Linked DNA regions of Mus musculus: region 1 is linked to region 2. Evidence: chromatin contacts called from public Hi-C data. All regions are on one chromosome and are shown on one strand. The core of a region is the stretch at or near the end of the contact, and the rest is flanking DNA. Distances in the headings are between cores, read along the strand shown.

Evidence for each region. A called contact is a pair of places that touch in the nucleus more often than the background predicts.
Region 1: a contact with region 2 is called in a Hi-C map of the N1E-115 cell line, with 2.4 times the contacts expected there. The contact joins two enhancer-like sites. A contact is called at or near these places in 3 of 484 Hi-C or Micro-C datasets (the N1E-115 cell line, nephron progenitors and stem cell-derived motor neurons).

Annotation. Positions count from the first base shown.
Region 1 is chr11:19,530,482-19,533,880 of GRCm38.p6, forward strand. No RefSeq gene overlaps it. Among named protein-coding and RNA genes, the nearest start is that of Gm39601, 87 kb to the right of the region's middle. Within about 2 kb of position 1,285, at least 34 of the 459 cell types and tissues checked have an H3K27ac peak or open chromatin away from gene starts, as enhancers often do. A contact at or near this core is called in the N1E-115 cell line and stem cell-derived motor neurons, where this site is marked.
Region 2 is chr11:19,348,904-19,352,315 of GRCm38.p6, forward strand. It overlaps the pseudogene Gm12026. Among named protein-coding and RNA genes, the nearest start is that of Gm39601, 270 kb to the right of the region's middle. Within about 2 kb of position 2,023, at least 16 of the 459 cell types and tissues checked have an H3K27ac peak or open chromatin away from gene starts, as enhancers often do. A contact at or near this core is called in the N1E-115 cell line and stem cell-derived motor neurons, where this site is marked.

The DNA of each region.
Region 1 (3,399 bases), core at 35-2,534, 180 kb after region 2:
GTCTCGTTCTCCTTGAATCTAAATGTTCATTTTATGGAAGCAGCAACATTCGGCCCAGTTATTAGCAAAGGAGTTTTGTTGCTTGATAAAGTCTAATTTTAAAATGCTCACTTCCAAAAAAACATTATGGTGTCAATTGCAGTACCCTTCAGCAATCCTGTAATAACTTTATTCAACCATTTCTAATTATAATTATATTTTCAATTCCTTTTAGCTATAGAAACTCTTTATCAATCAGAGCACAAGACAGAAAATTACTTTATTACAGCTACAGCTCGTTAAGCTGAGTGCTCTTAATGAAGCAGCCTCATAATCAGATGAAAATCATGCTGGAGAGAACTTGCATCATTAGTCTGGGCCTTAATTACCAAGAAATATAGTCACTAACAATGATATTCCATCTCATGATATGGTGCATGCACCTTCTACACTAGTTGCAATTAATAATTCCACTGACTGCTACAGAATCTCTCCTATTTATTCATAACAATGGAGGGGGGAAATTCTAAATTTAATTGAGCGCTTCAGATTGTACTTTCTCTCCCTCTCTCTTGCGTTCAGATTAAAATGTCACAAGGCTAATATTCTATCTTACAATAATTCATCATTTTAATTACATATTTTATGTATGTGAAATGTCTTTTTCGGCTTTATAGTATAGGTTGACATTTTGGGGGGACGCATCGGGAAATGGGTGGCCTCTCATGAAGGTGGCTCCTGCTGCCCAGGACTGCATTCACAATTCAAAAAAAAAAAAAAAAAAGTGCTGTCATCAGCTCATCCGTTTCATCTGCGTTGGGAAAAGCTGGCTTCAGGAAAAGGGTCCTTCGCCAAAATGGCCTCGGTGTGTTCTGATAGGCTTGGGATAGTGGGGTGGCGATGCCGGGGTGGGCAAGGCTGTGTCACTGGCCTCTTTGTTAAGCATGATTGATCACAGACAGAATCGGTGACTTCCCTTTGTGAAAGCCGGCTTTCTTCTGCAGCTTCATTTCACACTTCCCTTGCCCCTCTCTCACCAAGCCCCTTGCTTCTGGCCTCCGGTGAAATGCTGGGAGAAGGAGACCATGCCTCCGGGCTGCCCACTGGATCAGCACATGGCTCACCCATCTCTGGATCCCAGAAGATGCCCATCTAAATTCTCATGTTCTCTACTGACAGGCTTAAGCCGGAAACATGGGGCCATGGCGACTCTGCTCCTGGTTTTCAAACACAAATTAGGTTCTTGGGTGCAGGCAAAGCGCACCAGAAAGGGCAGAGGGCAACGGACTTGGCAGAGATAAATGAGATCGCTACTTGACCTCCAACCCAAGGATGCCTAGCGCTGAACTTCCTGTCTGACACAGCCTTTTCACGGGAATTGTTGCCAAAACAGCTGATTCGATTCATCCAGGCTACACTTTCCCCCAGCGTCTGCCTTCTGAACACCAACAGCTTTGACAAATGAAACTGAGAAAAGAGAATGACTTGGAAAAACCCACAGCCCACAAGTAGAGGGGCTGGCTAGGATCTAGGCGAATGCTGCCTTTATAGAACCTTAGCATCCCGTTTCTACACCACCAGTGTAAAGACCCTCTATTAAAAGTTCCTTGGCTTCACGCTGAGTTTTCTTAAGTAAGCAATGACAGAGTTCAGAAGCCACCCATAAGGAAGAAACTGTCCTCTCCACCCAAATCCAAACCCAAATCATATCAACAGCAGAATAAAGTAACAAGACGAATGACTGCCACCAAAAGCTCCCTTAAAGGCAGAAGCTGACTGTATTATTCAGGACCCTTGGCCCTCCTGTCATGGCTAAGGGTTCAAACAAAGTAGCATTTGGCGTGACAATTCACACAGACTCCACAGGCAAAGGGAGTACTGAACAGGGGTCTTGGAGAAGAGAGCCCCAAGAAGAGATGGGGCAGAGCAAGAGAATTGGGGCCACCTGGAAAAGCGTCTTAAGTGAACAAAAGGAGACTGACCTGGGCCAAGGAAGAAAGAGGCAGGCCAACAGCAGGAAATGAAAAGCAGCCTGGGAAGACAGCAGAGGAGAGAGCAGTAATCAGAACCACACAGAATATTTCCATAGGAAAAATGCTTGGCATTCTGCTAAGCCCGATGGCTTGCAAAACAACTGGGGATGTACACTGATCCCCAAAGACAAGTGGATCCCATGGCCTGGCCTGATGCCTTCAGAAGCAACCACTGGTGAGCTAAGGAAGAGCTGGCAGAAAATGGCTGAGTCCCACAGCCTCCTAAGTCACTCCATGTTGGCTTCATCCGAAGCCTTCCACCATTCCTTAAATCTTCCTTTTGACGTCATTCTGTATAGACACAGAAGTGACTATGGATATTTTTCATTCGGCTATGGCTGCTTACAGGTACAGCCCCTGCAGAGCACTGGACCTTTGAGGCTACAGCCAACATTCTGCTATCCTGTCTCAGCATCTTTGACACCCATTTCCTAGGTGGGAATAAGAGGAGATCCTGGCAGCCACATCTGAGGAGAACGGAGATACTTCACCTGAGGGTCACCTAGCTAACGACGTCATCATCCTTCCCCGGTCCAGCAGCTGCAGCATGAGATCATCGTGGGCCTACCACTTACCAGCTGGTGACCTTAGGAGGATGATTTAACTTCTTCTGTGCCTCTGCGCCTCAGGCCCCAGCCTGCCTGAAGTAAGGGCAGTGATGTCGGATTTAGAAGTCTGTGGCAAAGGGGTTCTGGGATGAGATAAAAGTGTATAACAAGAACCTCAGACAGGAGGTTCCAGAGCCCAGGTAAGATGGTTTAAATAAGAACATCCACCCATCTACCCATAAGCTCAGGTATTTGAACACGTAGTTCCTAGTTGATGTATTTGTTACCTTGTGAGGTCTCAGCTTCCTGCTGCCATGTCTGCCTGCTGTCATGCCTCCCTTCCATGATACACTGTTAGCCCTCTGTGATCATGAGTCCAAATAAACTTCTTCCATTCTTTGGGCTTGATCATGGTGTCTTATCGCAGCAATAGAAAAATTAACTCATCTGTCATGACCCATTGAAACCATTTAGCCCAAGTTCTCCCATTCTGAACCAAGTAGATCAGGATCTATGGGTAGTATTGTCAAAGCTCTGTGCGAGATGGTGTAGGCTACTAGGGCTGAGTCTCACTGATGCTGAGTCTTGAGTTCTATGTGTGATTTTACAATGTGGATATACCTGTGGAAAGGCATGCATGTTAGCAAGTGTGAAGTCCTTATCTAGATTTCTGAGAGAGCCACAGGAATCTTGTAGTTTTCTTTTTCAAGACTTGAGGGTTGGGAGCATTTATGACCCCTGAATGAAAGCCACAGCCTTGGCTGATGGAAGGTGTCTGTTGACTCTTCCAGCTGGCAATGTGCCCCATCTCCACCACACAGAGCAGACTACATGCACCA
Region 2 (3,412 bases), core at 773-3,272:
ACTGAACTCTTCCTCCCTTAAGTTGTTTTCTTCTCAGGTACTGTGCCACAGAAGGAAAGCTGCACATGGGCTCATCAGAGAGCCTTGTGATGACCTCAGCCACCGTGCCCTGTGCCCTGTACCCTCTCCAGCTGTACACAATCCTAATAGGAGGTGGAAGGTTGAGAGAGATGGGACTCCAGAGATGCATCTGCCTGGATGCTACTGTAAGCAAACCCTCTTTGTGCTCCCATCAGTAACCCCAGTCAATACATTGACACATCAAGTTGGACCTATATGCAGTTGTCTCTTTGGTCTGCCATCCTGGGTTAAACAGGGTCAAACAGGTGTTTTCTGTGCATTGTCCAGGGAAAAACCATGCAAGGAAATGATTATAAATATGAATATATATATGTATATATGTATATATACACAAAATCTACATACATATATACATACATATATGTGTACATGATCATTTGTACATGTATTTGTATATCAATATGTATATGTACATATAATAATTTACATGACTTTATATATATGTATACATACATATACATATATAATATATACACATACATATATACATATATATACATACATACAGTCTCCTTTCTGGTCCACTTACACAGGACTTGACTTCCTGAGGACATTCTTGGAAAGGCAAGCCTGCATTCAGATTCAATGGCAGCCTATGATATAAGGATCTCTCCATAACAGCCTCTTGCTTTCCCTGATTTTCCCTCCCTTTCTTCCCTCTCACTCCATAAGATCACATCTCCAAATAGGGTAATAGCAGGAAACGCTTCACTTTAATTTTCTAAGGGAACCTAGGCTATGGAAGAACCAAATGAAGGAAAGAAAGAGTCACTCTATGGCCTGCTCAATAACCTCGAGGTTTTGAGCCATTGACCTGAGCACTTAGACTATGTGTTCATAGCTTTACACAGTCATATCGCCTTCCTTTCACAGCCCTTCCAGTCAGGCCTCCAGACTACTGCATCCAAATCTTTACATTCACAGAGGCTCCCTCTGATGTAGTGTTTCCATGGTTTACTCTCCTGAAGAAAACTGGTTAGCTGAAGCCCTCGATCCCCCACCATGCTGGTATTTCATTCACAGTGTCCCCCAAAGAAGCTGAGGTACAACACAAAGGGCAAGCCAGGCACCTGCTAGGTGATGGTCAACTCCTGAGAGACCACGCCCAGTCTGCCGCCTCCCTTCCAGGACTCCTTTGATTCTATTCTCTGCGTTACAGACATTATACCTTCAGTCAAGCACTGCACCAGGTTCAGAAACAAAAACCATGTTACAGAAGGCAACTGTGAGACCTGGACTCTGTATCACTTGGGAGTGCTGGGAGAGTTTTAGTTTGTCTTTGTTTGTTTTCTTGCTCTGTCTTGTTTTGAGTTTGTTTTAAGTTTGGCTGCTTTTATGTCCATCTCCCACCCCCCACAAAAAATTCTTTAGTAACCCATTATGGGTTAGTGAATTCCCAAACCGTTCAAAAATACTTTAAAGTTCTTTTGGGACATAGCCAGATACTTAATATTGTATTACATTTTATAGTTGTCACTTAATCAAGCTATTTAATATTATAGTACATTTTAAAACTGTCACTTAATCACATTTTCTTGACCCTTTTATGGGAATTAAAGATCACTGTAGATAAAAAATGGCAGGCTTTAGTTTAAATAGATTCAGTATGTCCAGCTTGACAGTTACTTCTGAGACATTAAAAGAATTTTCTGTGATTAATGTGACCCACACACGTTAAATGGTGTAATGTTCCCTTTCTCCAGCCATTAGCGGAAGCAGCATCAGACAGAAGGAGCCGGAATGTGGCCGACTAGATGGAAAGGCTTGCGATGGGGGTGTGCATAGAAGGAAAGGCTACAGATAATATAGAGCCAGCCCAGCTAAGATAAAAGGGAGATTTCCCCTGACTTAATATTTGCTTTCTCTGGGCATCTGAAGAGTAAAGTCAAAGAAACAGAGAGGTTAGACCTTGGTAATGGAGTAGGTGCCGGTCTAGCAGCATCATATTCTACGGGGACCACTCTGCGCCAGGGGAGGGGCTGCATCTCTGGCAAGCAAGTGCAGTTATTTGGTGCTTATTATAAATGATTGATGAGCATTGCTTCTAAATTTAGAAAAGCTCTCTAAATGGACATTTACTCACAGGGGGGAAAAAAGCTTCCCTGAAAGGTTGATCCCTGGAAGGGCTTTGTTTATGGTGCGGCGATAGCTCTGTGCAATTAATCCAGAATGCGTCACTGAAAGATTTTATATTCTTAAGTGTTCACTCGTGTAATTAAAGTAAATTATGTCCTTCTCCAAACATGTTTCAAAGAATCATTCTGGCTTTAAAAAATCTTGGTCCCTAAATCCTACTTGTTTGTTTAATTAATCTGAAAATAACTGCTCCTTCCGTCTCCTAATCACGGATCAGATCGGCTCCGTGTTAGCAGCTGTGAATGAAAGCCGGTCCCAGTGTGTTTCTCTTGATTGTTTAATAAGAGTTGAATAATACCCTATTTAATCCATCAAGTAGGACATTACAATAACATTGATCTTTTGTTTGACAGCAAATTTGTTTGATAACAGAATAGGATATAATGTAACCAAATCAGTGTCAGAAATGCATTTTAGAGAATCCAATTAAAAACATTCACACACATGCCAGGCACCGAGCAGTGGGCATAGAAACCAGGAATAGCAAGACACTCTTAGGACAAAGGCAGGGAAGGGAAAGCCTAGCCTTGCCAAGCACACCAACCTTAGCCCAAAAATTCAAGGACTTCACAAACAGACTCCATGCGTTCAGAATGTTGCCATTTAGGCTGCTGAGGTCAACCTTTCCTTAGGTCAGCATGGAGGGCCCAGTGACCCCCAGATGGAAGTCCATTGTGTTCTCCTTTTGTTGGTTCAAATGCTGTATTTCTTAAGGTCAGTGGTGCCAGATCCTGCTGTCACTTAGCCCCTCCACTCTTTCCCTCCAGCTATTGCATAGCAAGAAGATGCCATTGTTCATATCCCTGCATCCTTGTCCTCGTCCCAACCTGTAGATGTGACCCTTTCTTTTCAGCATCTCTGGGGAGGAATAGGAACTAGTTCAGAGGGTTTTATAAGACCTGGTTTTTATGGACTTTGTGGAAGAGGGCAAGTGTCAGGCCTGGTGTATATTTGTACAAGTAGGATCGCGCCCCACCAGTACCCTTTCCTTTCCTTCAGCGGCTCTAACAAAGTAAGAGAGTGTTGCAAACAGAGGGAAAGAACAGTCACAAGCCAAAAAAAATCCTCACAATTCTCTGTTTTGAGTGCTATACCTTGTCCCAGAAGCTGATTTGGCCATGTTTCATAAGCCCCTCCCCTTTCTTTTTCACACACACACACACACACACACACACACACACACACACACACACTC